7 separate regions of the Mus musculus genome follow, and all the other regions are linked to region 1. A link is a contact called in public promoter capture Hi-C data. All regions are on one chromosome and are shown on one strand. The core of a region is the stretch at or near the end of the contact, and the rest is flanking DNA. Distances in the headings are between cores, read along the strand shown. Region 1 holds the start of Zfp658 (zinc finger protein 658). Region 2 holds the start of Foxa3 (forkhead box A3). Region 3 holds the start of Zfp667 (zinc finger protein 667). Region 4 holds the start of Rps5 (ribosomal protein S5). Region 5 holds the start of Selenow (selenoprotein W). Region 6 holds the start of Leng9 (leukocyte receptor cluster (LRC) member 9). Region 7 holds the start of Dmpk (dystrophia myotonica-protein kinase).

Evidence for each region. Promoter capture Hi-C pulls out the DNA fragments that hold promoters and counts their contacts.
Region 2: a contact with region 1 is called in a promoter capture Hi-C map of cranial neural crest. The contact joins the promoter of Foxa3 here to the promoter of Zfp658 in region 1. A contact is called at or near these places in 3 of 39 promoter capture datasets (cranial neural crest, maxillary cranial neural crest and pre-B cells).
Region 3: a contact with region 1 is called in a promoter capture Hi-C map of pre-B cells. The contact joins the promoter of Zfp667 here to the promoter of Zfp658 in region 1. A contact is called at or near these places in 3 of 39 promoter capture datasets (cranial neural crest, pre-B cells and second pharyngeal arch cranial neural crest).
Region 4: a contact with region 1 is called in a promoter capture Hi-C map of pre-B cells. The contact joins the promoter of Rps5 here to the promoter of Zfp658 in region 1. A contact is called at or near these places in 3 of 39 promoter capture datasets (cranial neural crest, frontonasal cranial neural crest and pre-B cells).
Region 5: a contact with region 1 is called in a promoter capture Hi-C map of the HPC-7 cell line. The contact joins the promoter of Selenow here to the promoter of Zfp658 in region 1. A contact is called at or near these places in 3 of 39 promoter capture datasets (the HPC-7 cell line, cranial neural crest and second pharyngeal arch cranial neural crest).
Region 6: a promoter capture Hi-C map of pre-B cells shows a contact between it and region 1. The contact joins the promoter of Leng9 here to the promoter of Zfp658 in region 1. A contact is called at or near these places in 4 of 39 promoter capture datasets (cranial neural crest, frontonasal cranial neural crest, pre-B cells and 1 more).
Region 7: a contact with region 1 is called in a promoter capture Hi-C map of pre-B cells. The contact joins the promoter of Dmpk here to the promoter of Zfp658 in region 1. A contact is called at or near these places in 3 of 39 promoter capture datasets (cranial neural crest, frontonasal cranial neural crest and pre-B cells).

The regions. Positions count from the first base shown.
Region 1 is chr7:43,561,056-43,563,755 of GRCm38.p6, forward strand. It overlaps Zfp658 (zinc finger protein 658), which reads left to right and starts at 1,315. Exons shown (of 5, transcript NM_001008549.2): 1 at 1,315-1,366.
Region 2 is chr7:19,022,181-19,024,880 of GRCm38.p6, forward strand. It overlaps Foxa3 (forkhead box A3), which reads right to left and starts at 1,359. Exons shown (of 2, transcript NM_008260.2): 1 at 1,169-1,359. The coding sequence starts at 1,237. It overlaps Sympk (symplekin), which reads left to right and starts at 2,197. Exons shown (of 27, transcript NM_026605.2): 1 at 2,197-2,326.
Region 3 is chr7:6,285,294-6,287,993 of GRCm38.p6, forward strand. It overlaps Zfp667 (zinc finger protein 667), which reads left to right and starts at 1,287. Exons shown (of 5, transcript NM_001024928.2): 1 at 1,287-1,361.
Region 4 is chr7:12,921,027-12,923,726 of GRCm38.p6, forward strand. Rps5 (ribosomal protein S5) reads left to right here and starts at 1,285. Exons shown (of 6, transcript NM_009095.2): 1 at 1,285-1,362; 2 at 1,947-2,055. The coding sequence starts at 1,948.
Region 5 is chr7:15,921,006-15,923,705 of GRCm38.p6, forward strand. Selenow (selenoprotein W) reads right to left here and starts at 1,366. Exons shown (of 6, transcript NM_009156.2): 1 at 1,247-1,366. The coding sequence starts at 1,275.
Region 6 is chr7:4,148,445-4,151,144 of GRCm38.p6, forward strand. Leng9 (leukocyte receptor cluster (LRC) member 9) reads right to left here and starts at 1,428. Exons shown (of 1, transcript NM_175529.3): 1 at 1-1,428. The coding sequence starts at 1,231.
Region 7 is chr7:19,082,564-19,085,263 of GRCm38.p6, forward strand. Dmpk (dystrophia myotonica-protein kinase) reads left to right here and starts at 1,295. Exons shown (of 15, transcript NM_001379257.1): 1 at 1,295-1,591. The coding sequence starts at 1,432. It overlaps Dmwd (dystrophia myotonica-containing WD repeat motif), which reads left to right. Exons shown (of 5, transcript NM_010058.2): 5 at 1-212.

The DNA of each region.
Region 1 (2,700 bases), core at 65-2,564:
GGCACTGTACCACATTTACAGCCTAGAGAGGTCATAAGCATAAGGAGAGAGCCTGTGGAAGAGCAAGGTGGTGCCCGGGAGGCAATAAGTGCGTGTGGGTATCAATCATATGCTAAGATGTAGCAGAGAATCGATCAGAAGTTGATATTTGCATATTAACTTTTATGTGGTTTAATATAATTTGGCATGTGGTGATGGGTGGCTGAGACTACTTTTTGGGACCCCCGGAGCTGTATCTTTGGACACAAAACCCTGGTCACAAGAGCACCAGTACTATAATTTGTTCTCAAGACAATCAAAATCATATGTGAAGCTAGGCATGATGGCATATCCCCCCCACCCCCCAGCCCTGGAAAGCAGAAGCAGGGGATCATACCATGTTCAATGCTATACTCTTGTCTACACAGAACTAGAGAACGCTAACCTGAGATACTGCACACAATCGTTCATTTTGTTCAGATATTCGACTTTGGCCTATGGATTTATTCCCTCTACTGTACTGCACGTTTTCGTCATCAATTGATCTCTCACCATTTATCATTATCTCCCTCTCCACCTTCCTCTACACTATTTCTTATATATGCAAAACACACAATAAATAATGAAGAATTAAAATAAAAACACTTGTCATTGACAACAGATTTTCTCCACCTCTGGTCCCCATGAAAAGCCTCAGTGTCACATTTATTTCAGACCTTCATCTTTAAAGATTCCACATGGCTTCAATTCCCATTTCCCAACAAACCTAGTTTTTTTTTTCTTTATATTTATTAATTTATTTTTTATTTACTTCTTAGTTTAGAGGAAAAAAATCTTTTAAGTCCCTGAGAATATACAGAAAAAAAAATGGTATTTTTAGTAATATGCAGCATCCCGGTCTCTTGGAAATAACTGATATACACGTATAGGTAGGAAGTAAAATCCCCTGAAAATATGAGACAGCCTTGGACTTTCACTGTGTCACAGTCCACAAGCTTTGCCTGCTTATGTGCACACTGTGATGGTGGTCCCTGTATCATTGTATTGTGGGAGTGGCCATGACAGCTCCTAAAGGAACAGAAACTACAGGAAGATCCAAGTGAAGTATTGGCAAGTTGTAGCGTCACAAATAGTAGCGCGCATGCGCTTCGCCAGCCTCCACAAGGGGAAAAAAGGGGGTGTGGGAGGGTGGCGAAGAACACTGATTCGCAGTAAACGGAAGTGGTCTCGAGCGGTCATATCCGCTTAAATCTCCGCGCAGATCAGTTCTGTTATTGTTGCCCGCACTCCAGGAGAGTTTGGATTCTAACACTGAGGGCCCGGGGGCGGAAGTCGCAGGGAGGGACACTGCGCGTCCTGTGCAGAGTTCTCTGCATTGTTGTGAGAGGTGAGCGGCAGGGGCGCAGGGAGGATGCTGTGCTGTTGAGCGCTGATTTGTGTTGAGTGACAGCTGACACAGCTACTGGAGGGATGCCCTGGTTGAGCTGGGGTGGGAATCCTATGGGAGTTGGGAGAGCAGGGTTGCTGAGAGAGACAGACAGTGCAGCCAGCTACCGCAAGCCTGGGGCTAGCGTCTCTGAGGGCGATCGCGCTGCTTTCTAGTAGTAGCCTGCGAGAAGAGAACAGGCAGATACAAATGGAAAATGAGATTATTTGTGGTTTGGGCTTAATTTGGGAAAGCCAGCCATTCTCGGTCAGCCTGTGGCTTCTGCCTGCGGAACTAATACTAAGAACACGTGGAACAAAAGCCAGGGGATTTGCATATGCAAAGAGGGCACAGGCATCGGAGCTGCAAGTTGAGCCTTTGTGCAGGTAGCAAGGCTTGTAAAACAGGACCTTTTCGTTCCCAGCATGTAGTCTCCTGTAGAGAGCTAGCGCTGCAAAGCAAACGTTTAAAAGGCAAATCCTAATCCCCGGGCCGTTTTATGTGAGGGCTGGGACATGAGGCGGGTCAATGCTGCCTCTGCTGAGACCATATGGTCACAATAAGAGTCAGTGATTGGCACTTGAGCAGAAGGACCCTGTGTCCTTATTGGAGGTTGTATGTTCCTTGGGTATCACTATTGAGTTTATTGAAGATTCTCTGGAAACTAGTAAATTGTCATCTTGGCTGCCAAAGTAATAACGTTCTGGGGAACTAGGTATGCCCATTTTAACCCCGTGGTTAAATTAATCCTGTGGTCAGTCCACTTATCAGAGGTTACTTAAAGTCCAGAATGACAGTGAATATGTCCTGTGTACCATAAAAACATTGTGGACAAGGGAGAAATGTTTTGTGTCGAGGGCCTGGTGTTTATGTGCAGGGTTTCCAAGTCAGGGAAGGGATTGAGCCATTGAATTTAAGGAAGAGAAACAGGATGTCAATGTGGGCATAGATGAAAACGAAAATGTCTAGACAGGCACAGAGAGCCAGGAGTGGCCATCACCACACCACACTGCACCACATCTCTGCTCTCAGAAGGAGAAAGGGTTCTGGGTGCTGGGCACACAGAGACCGCCCGAGATCATGGGCACTGGGTGTGGTTTAGAGTAGGGAAGGAACGGGACTGGTCCTGCTCTTCCTCTTAGGGTGTGTTCTGGAACAGCCCATAAGCTTAGTTGTCATTTCTGAGAGAGAAATGGTTGTATCAATGCTGGTGGCATGCTTAAAAGAGCTCTCGTGAGAGCTGGGCACAATGGCGCACACCTTTAGTCCCAGCACTCAGGAAGCAGAGAGCCGCA
Region 2 (2,700 bases), core at 109-2,608, about 25 Mb before region 1:
TTGTAGTTGGCTCTCTTAAATCCAATGCTCAAACTCCCAATGACCTGAGATACCACCCTGGCTTCTGCCTTCCTACAAAGTCACCAACACCTCCAGCCCCCTCCCTTTCTACTTCTGCACACTCCCAATTCCTTCCCGGTCAGCTCTGCCCCACCTCACACCTCACCAGACCTAGGACAGGCCCCTCCCGGGCACCTCGCCAACTCCAAGACCAGCTACCCCTAGGGATCCAGGAGTCCAATTCCACAACTTGGAAATACAGACCCTAGCCACCTCCCTCAGCCGCTGAAGCTTGACTTGTTCGAGAGCCCCCCCCCCCCACCTTAAGCCGTCTATGTCAGGAGCTCATGGGTCCAGAACCTCGGCCCTTCTCCCCACCATCACAATATGGACTACAGGGTGCAGAAGCACTCGGACAAACGGGAGTTAGACGTGAAGAGGGACTTTCTGTTTGTTGGGGTGAAGGAATTAATGTAAGTCTAGCAATGCCTAGATGGTGTACATTCTGGAGAGCCCCTGCTGAGGGTCGGGGTAAGGATGGCTGACTCCTGCCACACAGATGTGGATCCTCTTGTCTTTTGATCTTCCAAGGCTGACGTCATCTGAGGACTAGTCTACCTAAGCCACCTGTTACATTAGATTCCTCAGAAGGACCCCCGACCACCCTATTTGTGCCCCTACCTTAGCTCCTCAGCTGATCTTTATCCCGGAACCTCAATTCTGACCCCCGACTGCCCGAAGTCCCCCAACCCCCGTCTTCAACCCTGAATTCCGGCACAAACTTTTCCTTACTGCGGACTACCAATGCCTCTTAGTCTCTGTATTTCTCCTCTCTACTACAGAACTCATTTCTCGAGGTCCTCCAGCTCTATCGCTCTACCCTAGAGCTCCGGTTCCCACCTCCAATTTGTTCATTCGACTCAGGGGCTCGACACCTTTCAAGTATAACTTCGAGGTTTCATTGCTAACATTTTCTTCCGTTGGAAGCAAGCCTTCGCATGGATCTGCAGTCTAAATCGTTCTCCCAAACCTTGTCCCCCGACTCCCACACCTAGAATCTGTGTCCTCAGGTCTGTTGCTCCCACCTGGGCCCACACCACAGCGCCTGCTTGCATTTAAGCCCCACACCTGCCCCCCATTTCCCGCTCCGCCATCCCCGAGGACACACCTCGCCCGCCTCCGGGTAGTAGCTCCACTCGGCCAGGTCATGAGCCTCCATCTTCACTGAGCCCAGCATCCCCGGGGCCTGCGCCCCCACACACCCAGGCTGAGGCCCCCCTGGGGGAACCGAGTGCTTCGGTCTCTCTACAGGCACTAGCCCCGAGTTCCGACCTGAGGCACACAGCCCGGGAGTCCCGCTGGCCCAGGCGCCTTGGGAGGCAGCCACTTTTTATAGCCGGGACACCCCCTCCCGGGCCCGCCCCGGGCTCCCCGCCCGCCTCCCCGAGCGCGGCGCCCTCGGATTGGGGCGCCCCCTGCGGGATCTCAAGAAGAGAGACCTCAGGCACTGGGAGCCTCGGTCCTGGCACCTGGAAGCTTGCGATGGATGAAGAGTCGGGGACTACAAGGCGTGGGGTAGAGAGCCACACCCTGCTGATCCCAAAAGCCCTAGAGCAACAGAGCGGGAGCCGGGGAATCTTTCTGCCTCTAAGTGTTTCATCATCTCCAGCTAAAGGAGGGAAACTCTAGAACCCCGCATGTCTTCCACGAAAGAAAGGAGGTTGACAGAGCTCAGGACTCCACAAGTCCCTATACAACACCGTTTAAGTAGCCCGCAGAGATTCCTGAAACCACATTCCCATTGGACAGACAGGAAGACTGAGGCTTTTGACGTCTGCGAATGTTGCAGGCTCCGTACAGAGTCAGGGTCGGCGGTGGAAAGGCTCAGGGCTTCTGCTCAGACCCCATTAAGGCACCAGATCTCCTCTAAGACCCAGAAACTCCACTCACAGCACTCTCCACTCAACGTTAGCCAGCCGTCTAGGGAGAGGGACTCCGGACCGCTGGGAACTCCATTTCCCAGAAGCCTTCGTTCCCATTTCCGTCCGGCGCCTGCGCAGCGCGGACTACATTTCCCAGAAGGCATGGCGCTCGAAGGCCGGAAATGGCGGCCGCTCCGGTGGACGCCCGGGGAGGGCGGGCGGCTGCCGACGCGGCACGCCTTAGGGGCGGGGACCGGCCGCGGTGCCGGACTCCATTTCCCGGCGGCCCTACTAGTGCAGCGCCTGCGCCGTGTCACGGCGGCGGGCGGAAGATGGCGGCGGCGGCAGCGTCTGCGGAGAGGCGCTGCTGAGGGGGCGCGAGGGGGACAGAGGCCGGAGTCGCGGTGAGCGGGTGGCGGCGTGAGGTCCTGGGGTGGGGGGAGGGGGGGCGCTGACAAGGCCGGGGCGCGAGCGATGGGGAGGGCCTCGGCGAGGGCCGGGAGCAGCGGGGTCGCGGGCCCCCGCTTCTTCCCACACTGCTCGGGACCCATCCTTGCCTTCTTTGGCTTCCCGGTCCCCCGGGGCCAAAGTTCCACCGTGGCCGCGCAGACCTCCTGGGCCACCAGCCTGGCCCTGGCTCGTCCCCCGCTCCGCACACTGCTGCACCGGGCCCTTCACTTCCCCAGACTGGCCGTGTGCGAAGCTTCCCACCTCCGGGCCTTTGCACAGGCTGTTCCTCCCCAGTGTCCCCCGCCCTGGAAACGTGCTGTTATCCTTC
Region 3 (2,700 bases), core at 37-2,536, about 37 Mb before region 1:
CCCACCCTGTACCCCCATTCTTGGACTGGGGCTCTCTCAGTCTCTTGGTTTCCCCTTTAGAGAAATGATGTGTAGAACTTAACCTCTGTGCTTCCCTCCTACTTCCTATTTCTGGGGCCTCAGGTAAGGTCCAATGTGCTTGGAACCTCAGTTTTCCCATCGGTGAAATGAAATGCTGTGTTTGCTCAGTAGTGCCGTTGTTTCCCACATGACCATTCAGATGTCACAGTTGACGCTCATCACTGTCTTGACTGAAGATCTAAATGAGTCACTTCCCTTTCTCTAGGCACTTATATTTATACGCAGGTTGGGTATACTGAATTGTGCAGCTGACAGCATTTCACTTGTGCACACACCAATGACTGTGTTCTTGCTAAGGGATGCCATAACAGGGTCTGGTGTCTAGTCTACCCTTATCCTGGTGATTGCTGTGCGACCCGAGAGTCATTCCTTGTCCTTCACTGAGCCTAGGGTTTCCTCAAGTATTACCCCTATTCTCTTTCTACTTGGTGAGATGTAAAGTGACTCCGGAAGTGGCTTGAATGGAGTTATAATTTGATAAGGTAGGACCAGAAATCATTAGGGTTGCTCAAGAGGTTTAGGGCAGGCCTTTCCCCTTTACGTGAGATTTATACTGAGTTCCTAGAAAATTTCAGGTTTATAGTTTGGGAGGGAGTACGGCCTTATAAGTGTTGAATTGTGCTGTGGAGAGTCTTCAATCAGACTCCAAGGTGGAACGCTCCTCTTCTCACGTGCCCATCGTTTCCCCCATGGCTTTCTAAACAGCCACAGAAGAAACTCTGTCCTCTCCTCTGAGGGTCACAAGGTCTCCAGACAGGCGACAACGAGGATGGAAACACCCTTTTGGGCGTGGATATCCTTAGTCTCTTGCCAAAGCCTGAGGTTGGCGGTACAAGCTCGCGGTTGCGCACGGCGTAAGGCGCGTGGAAGCCCAGTGAGTCCGAGGTGTGGAACGCTAGGAGAAGCATCCCGGAAAGGACGCATGCTGAATGGACTCTAACGGGAGCTTGGCCGAACCCCTTAGAAAAGCGCTTAGCGTAGGAGGGCGCACACGGGTCGGCAGAATAGCCAACCAAATTATTGAGGGCGTGGCCTCGCGCTGTCTCCGGGGTTCTGCGACTGCAGCGTCTAGTTGCGTGTCAGGGGGCGTGGCTCCGCGCTCCGGGGGAAGCCCTGGGGGCGGGGCCGCACTGGCCTGCGTCCTTCTGGAGGGGCGGGGGGACCGGGGAGAGGCCCTGAAGGGATCCCTGGGGGTCTGGGAGGCGAGTGCGCAGGCGCGGGAGCTCTGTTGCTAGCAGTTCTGTGGCAGCTGTGAGACGGAGGACGCAGCAGGGAGACAGGTGAGGGGGTCTGGTGACTGCGAGCCTTCCTTCAGTGGGAATGATTGATAGCGTGTGTGTGTGTGTGTGTGTGTGTGTGTGTGTGTGTGTGTGTGTGTGTGTGTGACAGAGAGACAGAGAGAGACAGAGACCTGTTTGCGTGGGTCGCTCTGGTGATCTGAGTTGATTCGGGTGCACGCCTGAAGCTTCGTGTATGCTTGGCGTATATTGTTTGTTGTGGGGTGAACACAGTATGAGAATCCTTCAGGAGACTCCACGTGTGTATATGTGTGTGCGCGAGAGAAGAGAAGTGGAAGGGGGGCGCGGGAGAAGGGAAGTGGGAGGGGGGAAGGGAGAGGGAGAGACCGACTAGGCCTGTGAGCCCCAAGAAACAGGTGCGAATACCACCAACTGCGTGATGTGACCAGTGTGCCCTGTGTAAAGGAAGACACTACAAGGGGCCGCTAGTGGATGTAGGAACAGAGTTCTGAGCATCTCGGTTGTACTTGTGTGTGAGTGTGATAGACTGATGGAGCTGTTTATCATAGTCTGAGGGCACTCGGCCTGTGGGGCCCAGGGACAGGTGACTGTACAGGTCCTAGTGGGAAAGGAGGCCACCGCAGGCTAGAGGGGCCCAAGGGTGTGGGCACACAGTTCTGAGTATCTCTATGTCACTAGCTGTGCTGGTGTGAGAGTGTTGGCGGGTGTGTTTGTGTGTGTGTGAGAGAGAGAGGCTGATGAAGTTATTTATCAAAGTCTAGAGATACAGTGAGCCATCAGATGACAATGGCTTTGTGAGTGTGTGCCAGTGTGTGATTGATCGTGCCTCATCTCATTTGTTACCGTGGCAACGGGCTCCTCTAGAGGAGGAGATGTGATGGCCTAGTCTGGGAAACTGAACCTGTTAAGGATGAGACTTTTCCTTCTGTACAAAGGGATAAATGGCGCTCATCAGAGTGTTGATGGAAAGGCTAAACGGACTGTGAAATAATACAGGTGAAATGCCTTGTACAATGCCTGGGACATACTGAGTGCGGTGTAGAGTCTGGCCTTTGTTGTAGTGCTGACGGTGGAGGTTTGCTGTTGTGTTGTTGGCCTGTGTACAGGTAGGGTTGTAGTGGTGAATTCCAAAGGAGTTTTAGTGTCTACATTTGGAATTTGGCCGTCTTTCACCTCTAGCAGAGGTTCTGGATTGAGCAGTGGTGCACACACCCTCCAGACTCCTTTTATCCCTAGGCAAGCAACCTGGCTTCTTGGTGTCTGCCCAAGAATGGTCCTGCGGGAAAGTTGCATCCTACCCTGACCTGTGGAACCTGTTGGGTGTCTTCCTTATCAAGGTAGCTTGAAGGCTTCAGTAGAG
Region 4 (2,700 bases), core at 35-2,534, about 31 Mb before region 1:
TCTCTCTCTCTCCCTCCCTCCCTCTTTCCTCTTCTCTCCTCTCCCTTCCCTTCTCTCCTTATGTTTGTTGACACCTTTCCTCTCTTCTCTCTTCTCTTCTCTCTCCCTCCCTCCCTCCCTCTTTCCTCTTCTCTCCTCTCCCTTCCCTTCTCTCCTTATGTTTGTTGACACCTTTCCTCTCTTCTCTCTTCTCTTCTCTCTCCCTCCCTCCCTCCCTCTTTCCTCTTCTCTCCTCTCCCCTCCCTTCTCTCCTTATGTTTGTTGACACCTTTCCTCTCTTCTCTCTCTTCTCTTCTCTCTCCCTCCCTCCCTCTTTCCTCTTCTCTCCCTCCTCTCCTTATGTTTGCTGACACCTTTCCTCTCTTCTCTCTCTTCTCTTCTCTCTCCCTCCCTCCCTCCCTCCCTCCCTCTTTCCTCTTCTCTCCTCTCCCCTCCCTCCTCTCCTTATGTTTCATCCCAGCAGTTGGGAGGAGCAGAGGCAGATGAATCAGCCTGGTCTAAAGAGCGAGTTCCTGGACAGCCGGTGCTACAAGGAGAAACCCTGTCTCCAAAACAAACAAACAAACAAACCCACCCCTGGGGGTGAACCTGCTGGCAAGGTCTCTCCCTTATTAGTACCAAATCACTGGGATCTCAGATAAGTAAGTCACCTAGGAGATCCCCGGGCTGCCAACCCCTCCAGGACTCCCCTCTATGTATCCCTCCCCGGGGAGGTTCACGAATGGCGGTCGGAATCTACTGTCCGCGATTGAACCTGAGGAAAAAAAGCCCAGACAAGCGTGGCCAGAGTGATTAAAAAGGAAGTGATCCCATACCGGAAGCCTGGGACCCGCCGAGCATGGCTTGCGGGAGGGGAGAGGGTGGGGCCCGTGCTTGTGAACCCGGATCGGTGGTAACCACAGGACCCGACTCCATTATTTTGGTGAGAAAATGTGAGCCGAGCTGGTTGCCCTAGCTAAGAATCCACCGTCCATGGTTCCTGGGTTTTGCAGCCTAATTACGGAGAGCGTGGACTGGACGTCAGCACTACTTAGATATGGCGGCGTCGGTCTCACCAAAGTTTCTGCGCATGTGCGCCGACTCAGAAGCCTAGCTAGTACTTCAGAGGTCCGCCAGAAGACGGGCGTGGCGCTGTTTCTAAAAGTGCGCATGCTTTACCCGGCTCAAAGGGCGCCTCTCATCCTAGCGCTTGATTGGTTGGTGAGCACGCTGTTTTCATCTGCGCGTGCGTCTCTACCTCTGACCCGGAAGTTTTCGCTTTGCATAAAAGCGCTAGTCCGCTGCGCGCGGCCTCTTCCTGTCTGTATCAGGGCGGCGCGTGGTCCACGCCGAGCGACTGAGAAGCCCAGTCTGCGCCCTCAGGTGAGGCTGCGGAGGGACACGGAGTTCAGAAGAGGTGACCATGAGTGTTCTAAGGCACATCTGGGGGGCCGGAGGCCGAACCTGAAGCCTGGGCGTGACCGCTTGGATCTCACCGTTTCTCTGCGAAAAAGGGTGCCTAGGGAAACTCGGCACGGGCCGAGTTAGTCTTCGCCTCTTGTTTGCACTGTTTTGACTTCATACTTTGCACACACGGGACTCCAGGGAAATCACTTGGGTCATATACCATAAACATAAATCTAGGTTTGCTTAGTTTTGTGATGACTCTTTTGCTCAGTACACGTTCTAAGTGCACAACGGAAATCTGATGGGAGCTGATGAGTATACGGCTTCATGAACCATCATACTGTGGTCCATGTACCAGCTGATTAGCGGGGTGACTGCCGAGTTACTTTAGAATCCTGAGTGGTTTTCCTGGGTTTGGAGAGCTGTTCAAAGCTTTCTGGGTCTCCCCTTCATGTCCCAGTTTGCCACAAAGTGAGAGTTCGTCTGAAGAGTTTGGGGTCAGAGTGACTGCTCCAGCATGTCTAGGCAGTAACGGTTTCTTGCCATTCTCCTGTCCCCAGGATGACTGAGTGGGAAGCAGCCACACCAGCGGTGGCAGAGACCCCTGACATCAAGCTCTTTGGGAAATGGAGCACTGATGACGTGCAGATCAACGATATTTCTCTGCAGGTAAAAGGAACTTAATGATTGTTCTTTGTGATGATTTTTTTAATTGAGACCAGGTGTGGATGAGCTTCTAGTTCAGAAAAGGGCATAAAACAACCAGTGGATGTACAAGACAGGTAGAAGAGCAATAACTGGACAGCTACACCCACGCCTAATACAAACTGGCACTAAAAGATGTTAGAGTGTGGTTTTTATCCCGTATTTTTCTAATCGTGTGTCTCTTGAGACAGAGTCAGGGTCTTGCTGTGTAGCCCTTGCTGGCTGCCTGGAGCTCTTTGAGATCTTGCCTCTGTCTCCCATGTGCCACTACACCTGACTTGATGTCCCCTTTCGTTTGTATATTCAGTTAGTGGGTATCAATTGAAAAGATGGCTTTAGTCAACTGAACCATGTTGGCACCCTTGTCAAAAGCAGTTGGTAAGCTGCTATCAGCCTACAGCAAGAGGAATTTGAGTATGAGACCAGTTGGTGCTATGAATGTTCCCTGCTGCCCTCCCCTGAAAAATGTCAGTTGGCTATGGGTACTGTTATGGCTAAGTTAGTATGGGAGCTATTTGCTTTGCCCTCATAACCCATTTTGAGGTAATCTCATATAGCTGAGACTGGCCTGAAACCCTGTCTAGTGGAAAAAGCTAATATCTGCATTCT
Region 5 (2,700 bases), core at 116-2,615, about 28 Mb before region 1:
ACTAGGGCCTGATCAGACCCCTCAAGGGGGTTGGGAGGGAGGAGGCCACACCCAGCTAGGTGGACCACGGACCCCAGATTCAAGTTACAGGGTTATCGGTAGTAGGACCTCAGGCTGGCCCTGCCTCATTTCCAGCCTCAGTTTCCTCCCCTGTAAGATGGAGACAGAATGGCTGGAGAGCCCCTCAATGGACTTCAGGGGTGCAGAATCCATTCAGCAAGCACTTTTCAATCACTTACTGCAAGCCAGCTGATTATCAGATGCAGATGGAGGAAAAAGTCATCAAGAGAAAATGGCTGGTCTTTCTACGCCTGCCTCTAGCAGGGGCACAATTAATAGCGCTGGCAGGTAACTAACCAACATCATCACCTCCTTCACACTACAGAAGGGGAAACTGAGGCCAGAAAAGAACTGGGGTTAACAGCACCGGCACTCACTGATCAGAAACCAGTAAGAGTTTTTTGTTTTGTTATTTGTATTGCTGGGAACCGAACCCAGGATCTGGTGCATCTCATGCAAACACTCTACCACTGAGCTACACCCTCACCCTACAATCTATCCTATATTACTTTTTCTTTTCGGGGCACAGGGTCTTACTACATCACCCCGGTTGCCTCTAACAAGCAGCTTAGCTGGCCTGGAACTATCTACCTGCCTCTACTTCCGAATGCTGGGATTAAAAGTGTGCATCAACACCACCACTCCGTGACTCAGTTCGCCCTTTTCATGTACACACTGGGAGGTGCGACCACTGTTAACTCACACTACAATCCAGGTACGGGACATCCCCAGACCTCCCAACAGCGCTTATGAGTAAACCCCCAACTACACCACACCTTGTATTCTCTAACTCATGCCGCTCAGTGAGGGGGAAGGGAAACAGCCTGTCGGGAAGGAAAGGTCCCCAGAGAAACCCGATGCTACCCTTCCCCTCCCCTCAGCGCTGAGTCACGTGTTCAAAGTGGCCCCAAGTATCAGTTTCCATTTTCACTGGTGAGATGTCACTCAGATGTCAGATGCCAGGGATCGGGCTCAAGTCTCTGTTACCTCCATCCCACCCGCTTGGAAATCCCTCCCTTTGGGTCTGAAATACAGTCATCGTACTCGGTTACCAGACCCTGGTAGATAGGGGGAGGGGCAAAGAAAAGGGTGGGAGAGGGTCTCCTGGCACAAAGGTTGGGGAGCAGAGAAAGGGCACAACGAGCCGGGAGCAGGAAAAGGGGGAACTGCAGTCACCCGGACTTACCAATACACGACTCGAACGGCGAGCGCCATAGCTGCACGTCGCATCCCCGCACAACACGAGGACCCGACCCACAAGCAACAAGGACCTCAAGCTCTGAGCGTGGGGCCGTGCGCACAGCCGACTGCCTCACGAGTCAGAGCAAACCAAGTGCGGGGGTGGAGAGTGGGCAGAGCTACGGGAGGACCGAGGTTCCGGAGCACGGCGGGGTCTGTGGCCAGGGGCGCGAACCTCAACGCAAGACTCCATGATATCTTGATATCTGGGGTTCTCTTGATATCTGGGGTTGTCTCCATAGACAGCGTCTCTGGGACCAGTAACCTGAGAGCCCCTCGCCGTCCCTTCTCTATGCCATAATGGTTCAGTCCTCAGGGCGGTGGCTCGAGGCAGAGAATTGGTTGAGACTGAAGTTCAGTTACAGAGTGGCTGAGAGGGGCAGGGCAGGGAAATCGACGCATTGGGAGACAGGCAATTGGGATGGATCCCTCCTCCCCAGCGCTAACTGGACCAGACTAAATGAACCTTAGGTCTGGAAAACTGAAACTAGGAGTCCCAGTGTGCGCTTTAGGTCCAGCTGTCTCACCACCGACAGACCCCCTGCGCACCCCCAAAACCATGCAACCCCTCTTTTTGCGCCTTCCCGCTCCCTTCCAGCTGCCTTCCAGCAGAAGGATATATAGAAAGTCCTGGAATGGGGCTTGGACTGTAGCGCAGTTGGTAGAGAACTTGCCTACCATGTATAAAGCCCTAGTTTGGGTCCCTAGCACACTGTTATCTGGGGGCTGTGGTACAAGCCTGTAATCCCAGCATTTGGGAAGAAGAAACTGAAGGACTGAGTTCAAGGTTATCCTTGCTACACAGGGAGTTTGACGCTAGTCTGGGCTACATGAGCAGTTGTCTCGAAACAAAAAATCCAGGCGTTGCCTTTAATGCCAGCAGTCAAGAAATCTCTGTGGGTTCGAAGCCAGTCTAGCCTACGTAGAGCGTTCCAGGACAGACATGAGAGACCGTCTCAAGGGGGAGAAAAAGGTAAAAGTGGACAAAATATTTGAGTTTAGGATTCCTGAGCCTCACTTTCTCCTCCTTGAAAGCTGGACAGATAACAGGAGATAGTCATTCCCACAGAATTTTTTTGCTCTCTAGTTTCTTATCCTCCACACCCTATGAACAAACGGCAATGGCATGCCCACCCCCTCCCTCCCCTCTCTCTACTTTCCCACCACCACCACCACCACCACCAAGGATGGCTCACCAGCAGAGATGTTTATCTGTCACCTGACTTCTTTAATTGACTTCAACCGGCTATCCCCGCCAATGGTTAACTAGGGACCAAATAAGGAAATTTTCCCACCTAGCCCTCTGGTTCCCCATCAGTACCCTACCCTGCACACAGATGATGGGCTGTGATTCTACCCACAGAAAAATGAAATTTGAATCATTCACTCCCCATTTGACTT
Region 6 (2,700 bases), core at 178-2,677, about 39 Mb before region 1:
GTGTTTGGGCCATACCTGTCAGTGTGGGGGAGGGTGTGGCACAGAGCACATGATGGCCCAGAAGAACCAAGTCCCTGAACTGTAGCTGGGAGGGTGCCTGAAGCCCTGGTTTCAAGATGGCTCTCCGAAGAGCTCTAGCTGCTGCAGCCTCCTCCCCAGGGCCTGTCAGCCTTAGCAAGACCACTGTCAAGTGCAGGGCCTGTGCTGGTACCAGGAACTCAGCACAAGAAGGGGCAATCCGGACCAGATGCTCTTGGGCCTTGACCACCTCAGCCCTAAGCCCAGACTCTGTCACCATCAGTGCCACAAAATGTGTGGGCCGGGGCTGGCGAGGGGCCCTTCTGTCGTCAGGCCAAACACCTGGATCCCACACATTTCCCATCTCTTCAGCAGAAAGCCCTTTCGTTTCCATGCCCTGCGCCTGCCACTGTGGAAGCAATGTAGCTCTGGGCTCCTCTACTGAGCTGATCTTCACTCCTGAGAAGTTCATGCTTGGGTCTGGCATTTCTAACTCAGTGGTCCCATTCAGCCCGGTCTCTTTGGTTGGCCCATCCACTTCAGGTGTCTCCAGGCTGGAATCAAGCCCAGTTCTGGTCTCTTTGATTGCCCCACCCTCTTCGTGTGTCTCCAGGCCCGAATCAAGACCTGTTCCGGTCGGGTTTCCACCCGCCTCTGCAAGGGCATCCTGGGTATCCAGACCCTCTAAACCCACCCCTGTTTTCTCTGTGTCGGGAATTTCTGCCGTGACCTCTGTCCAATGCTCGTCCCCGCCGTCCAGCGCATCAAGGATAGTGGGTCCCCGACCAGCCACAGAGCCCGATCCAAAAATGAGGTCAGTACGGGAGGCACGGTCCCATACCAGGCGGCCGCGGAAGCGGAAGTAGCGTATGCGGTGCTGCGGCACTGCCAACACGCCAGGTCCGAGCGCTGCCAGCGGCTCGTCCCAGCAGAAGGCGCAGAATGGCTCTTCCTGCACTCCCAGGAAGCGGTCGGTGTAGCCCACCGAAAAGTCAGCAGGGTCCAGGCGCGGGTCCCAGCGGATGCGTCGGATGACGTCAGCAGCAGTACGCAGAGCCGGCTTCTTGGACCCAGCCTCCGGTTGCGTAACCACCGGGGACGGCGCCGGGGCCCCGGGATGTGGCTGACGGCAGCGCGCACCGAAGCGACAGCGGCCCTCTAGGAAGAAGCGGCAGACCGCGGGGGCCTCAGAGGAATCGGCCGAGGCCTCCATGGGCCTTCACGCACTAAGCGGTCTCTGTCTGCAGCGTTGATCTCCAACTGTGACGCCAGGAACCCCTCCCGCCTCAGGTGGAAGGAGGCCAAAGGACCAGGCAGGGCGTCAGAATGTAACACGGGCTCTGGAGCTCTAATTTCAAGTCCAGTTTATTTACGCGTACCGGGTTTGTAAGCCACTGGGAACCCCCTCTTGCCCCGCCTGAAATGATTTACATATGTCCAGCCCCTCAGGGAGTCTTAAAGAGCCTGGCCCCGCCCAACCAGCCAATTTATGTGTGCGTCAAGCTTCTCTCTGGACATCCAGGGAGTCACGTCTTATTCCATACAACTTCTCCCTTTGGGGACTTTAGCGAGACAGTTTAGCAAATACTTGACAAGTGCCCCACCGCTGTCAGGGCCCCAAGAAAGGCTTCTCCGCATCCGATTTACATATACTCCGCAGCCTGGGTGGGGGTAGGGCTTAGACAACCCCTCCGGCCGCCTCCAGATACTTTGCATCTGCTCAGCCTCTCGAGACCTCTAGGGAGCCTGGCAGGGCAGCAACTGATTTACCTGAACACCGCAGCTTCGTTGGGAGGAGAGGAGTGGGACTCAGCGGTCTTGGCCCCGCCCCCAACCGTCTTTAAAGTTTGTAGCCAGCTCCCATGCAATTGATTATCTTACATGCCACACCTCATAACGAATAAAGTGACTCCTGGTTCTGCCTCTGTCAAGTTATTTATAAATGTCTTTCCTGGGAGCCTCACCCCTTTACCTTGGCCTCACTCCACCTGATTGTTTTACACATGCTCCGCCCCTCATTGGTCTTATCCTGGACTCAACCATGGTGAAATGGTTTCTCCTGTGCCTCCTTGTAGAGGTCGGGTTTTACTCCTGTCACCAGCCTAACGTTTGAAATATACGACCCACCCTTTTGGAAACTATAAAAACCCTTACTCTACCTCTGGTTCGGTTAATTTAAATTGGTCTTATCCCTCTAGGGACCTAAGATAGCCCCGTCCCAAAACAAACCCAGAGACTAATTCTAATTGTTCCTCCCCTCTGAAAACCTTTGAGAATTTTGCTTCACCCCCCTCCCGATATAGGTTCGGGCAGTCCTGCACCTCTAGATGTTAAAATATCTGGACGTCTCAGGCTGAACTTTGTGCCCAGATTTGTAACGCAACAGCCTCCCGCAGGGCGACACACAGTTGGTGGGACCTGAAGCCCTTCCCACGGGAACCACACCCTCGTGGCTCCAAAGGCTCGCCAACCGCTTCCCTTTGCAGGGAAGCGCCGCCCAGTCAGAGTGCACCTGGAGGGAAGTGGATGGCCAGGCGACTGTGACTCTTTATGCCAGATAGCAGCTGTCACGGGTGTTGGACTTTATCCAGGTGGTAGTGAGGATCGGTCAAGGTTTGAGGGATGAATAGGACTGTGGTAGAGACTCCGCCTTTGGGGAGGGGCATTACATGAATACGTATT
Region 7 (2,700 bases), core at 45-2,544, about 24 Mb before region 1:
ATATCCCTGTCCCAGCATGTGACTGTTCACTCCTGGGAGAGACTTAGCCCACAGTACCCCTGGGTGAGAGGGCAGGGCAGGGGCCATCCCCACTCCTGCCCAAACTCCACCCCTTGCTATGGTCTGTGATTTTGAAAGTGTTAAATTATGGAAGCCCTGAGGGCCCTCCTTGTTCCCCTGGACCTCTTATTTATACTAAAGTCCTTGTTTGCACAGTGTTTCTGTTCCCTGGGGCAGGGTAGGGTGGGGGTTGCAGTACTTGGCCTCCAAGCTGTGCTCTGACCAAAGGAAGCCCAATCTTAGCTGTTTCCCCATCCCTAGCCCCGAGCAGAGAGCCCTCTGAAAGATGAGTCTCGACCCCCAAAGTCAAGAGGCTGAGATGGCCTTCCTACTAGGTCCTTGGAGATGTTTGAAACTTGTTTTAAACACCAGGACTATCCAAGCATGCTCTCCTTGGGGAGAGGAGGATGCTGGAATTGACTGCACTCCCTGCCTCCTCTGAACATGCCTTTGCAGTCTGCTGCCCCTGGCCCATTTATGACTGGCCATCTAGTGCCAGCTGGAGGTCATGATTTCCTCCCCAGAGAACTGGCCACCCTAGAAAGAAGCTAACTTGTCGCCTGGCTTGCTGTCCAGGCAGCTCCGCCCTCAACCCCTAAAATGTTTCTGTCTCTAATCCTAGCCCAGGCAGGAATGTGGCTGCCCCGGCCTGTGGCCAAGGAGCTATTTTGGGGTTCTCTTTTGCTTAAGGAGGGCCTGGATCCACCACTTGCCTCCCCCAGGCTGGGGCCAGCAGGTCACCCCTGGCCCTGGCGGCTGAGCAAACTCTCTCCTGATCTTCCTTCTACCTCCTGCCAAAAAATGGGGGGGCGGGTAATACAGCAGGCACAGGGGCTAAATTTAACTGTCCCAAAGTCGGAATCCATTGCTGAGTCACGAAGAAGCTGCCCCTGGCCTTTGCCCCCCCCACTACCCCCTCACCCCCTGTTGCCCAGGCATCAGCCCTTTCCCCCAACCCCTCCCAGCTCTGAGTCTATAGACTGGCTCTCCTGGGCACTGACACCTCCCACCTGTAACTCCCTGTGCTCTCTTTATGGGTGGGTAGAGTCAATGGGGGGGGGCAACCCTGGAGTATTACTCTGTCCCCTGACATTGGGCTCTGAAGAGTTTTGAGGGGCCCTGGAAGAAGGGAGTTGGGGTGTTGGCTCAGGAGGGGTTAAAAACTGGGAGGCGGGAGGGGGGCTGGGCCAAGGGGTGGAGAAAAGAGGAGGAGGCCTTAAGCATAGAACTGGCCAGAGAGACCCAAGGGATAGTCAGGGACGGGCAGACATGCAGCTAGGGTTCTGGGGCCTGGACAGGGGCAGCCAGGCCCTGTGACGGGAAGACCCCGAGCTCCGGCCCGGGGAGGGGCCATGGTGTTGCCTGCCCAACATGTCAGCCGAAGTGCGGCTGAGGCAGCTCCAGCAGCTGGTGCTGGACCCAGGCTTCCTGGGACTGGAGCCCCTGCTCGACCTTCTCCTGGGCGTCCACCAGGAGCTGGGTGCCTCTCACCTAGCCCAGGACAAGTATGTGGCCGACTTCTTGCAGTGGGGTGAGTATGGATAGGAAGCCTGGGGTTGGGTGCAAGGCAGAGGTGGGTCTACAGGGCAAGAATGGGCTATGGAGGGGCAGGAGGGCCTGGAAAGGGCTTTTTGTAAGGGAGCCAAGCAGAGCTCATGACCTGACCCCAAGCTCCCCTGGTGAGGCACCAGGGTCAGTGAGGCCACCTATGACTCAGCCAGTGCAGGCTGGGGTGGGCATAGCCTCCTGCTATCTCAGCACCCACACTAGGACCTGGCAGCTTTCTCTTTTAGGACCCTTGGCTCCTCAAACTGGCTTCATAGCCCTCCCCAGTTTCCCAGAGTGTGGGGAGGGACAGCGTGGGGCAGCTGCCAGGGTGTGGCCCATAGGCAGGTGTTTGGCGTCTGCCTCCCCAGCTGCCCTGACAGGTGTCCAGGAGCTATGAGGGCACTGTGACTCACAGAGGCCCTGGGGGAGAACCAGCCCGGCAGACAGGCGCCACCGAGCACCCTTTCTGTTCCCCAAATTAAGAGGAAGGAACAACTTCAGCTTCTGAGTGTGCCCATCCCTAGCACTCTGATCCCGCCCAGCCTTTGTGGGCCAGATTGGTCATCCCTCCTGGCTTCTCATCTGCTTTTGTGGTTCTAGCTCAAGACCTCTAATTCCTCTGCTGACTTAAATGCCCTTCCCCAGAGGTCTTCTCAGGCCTAGTGGACAAGCTTGGAGCCTTATCTGCTCCTGCCCAACATTGAGCCAAAGCTCCAGCTTACCCCAGCTTCCTTACAAGTAACGACCTGTTTTGTTGCTCTGTGCCTATTATTAAGGGTCCAGGTCTTGATTCTTGGCTGTCTGCCCATGTGTGTGACCCTAGTGCATTCTCCCCTCCTCCCCCGTTTCACAGATGGAAAGGTTGAGGCCATCGGTTAGACTGCTAAGCCTGTGAAAGACTTTTTCTCCTCTCCAGTCTTTAGTGTCTCCCTCAACCTTTCTTTTGAAGGATGGGGTTTGGGCTGGCAGGGTAAACTGAGAACTGGGGTGGGGGCAGGGGGTCTGACCCTCTGGGAAGGAGCAGTCCTTTTGTGGCCTGAGCAGCATCCTGTGGGCCCCTCCCCTGCCAGGCCTGGGCGGGGGAGGGGGCCT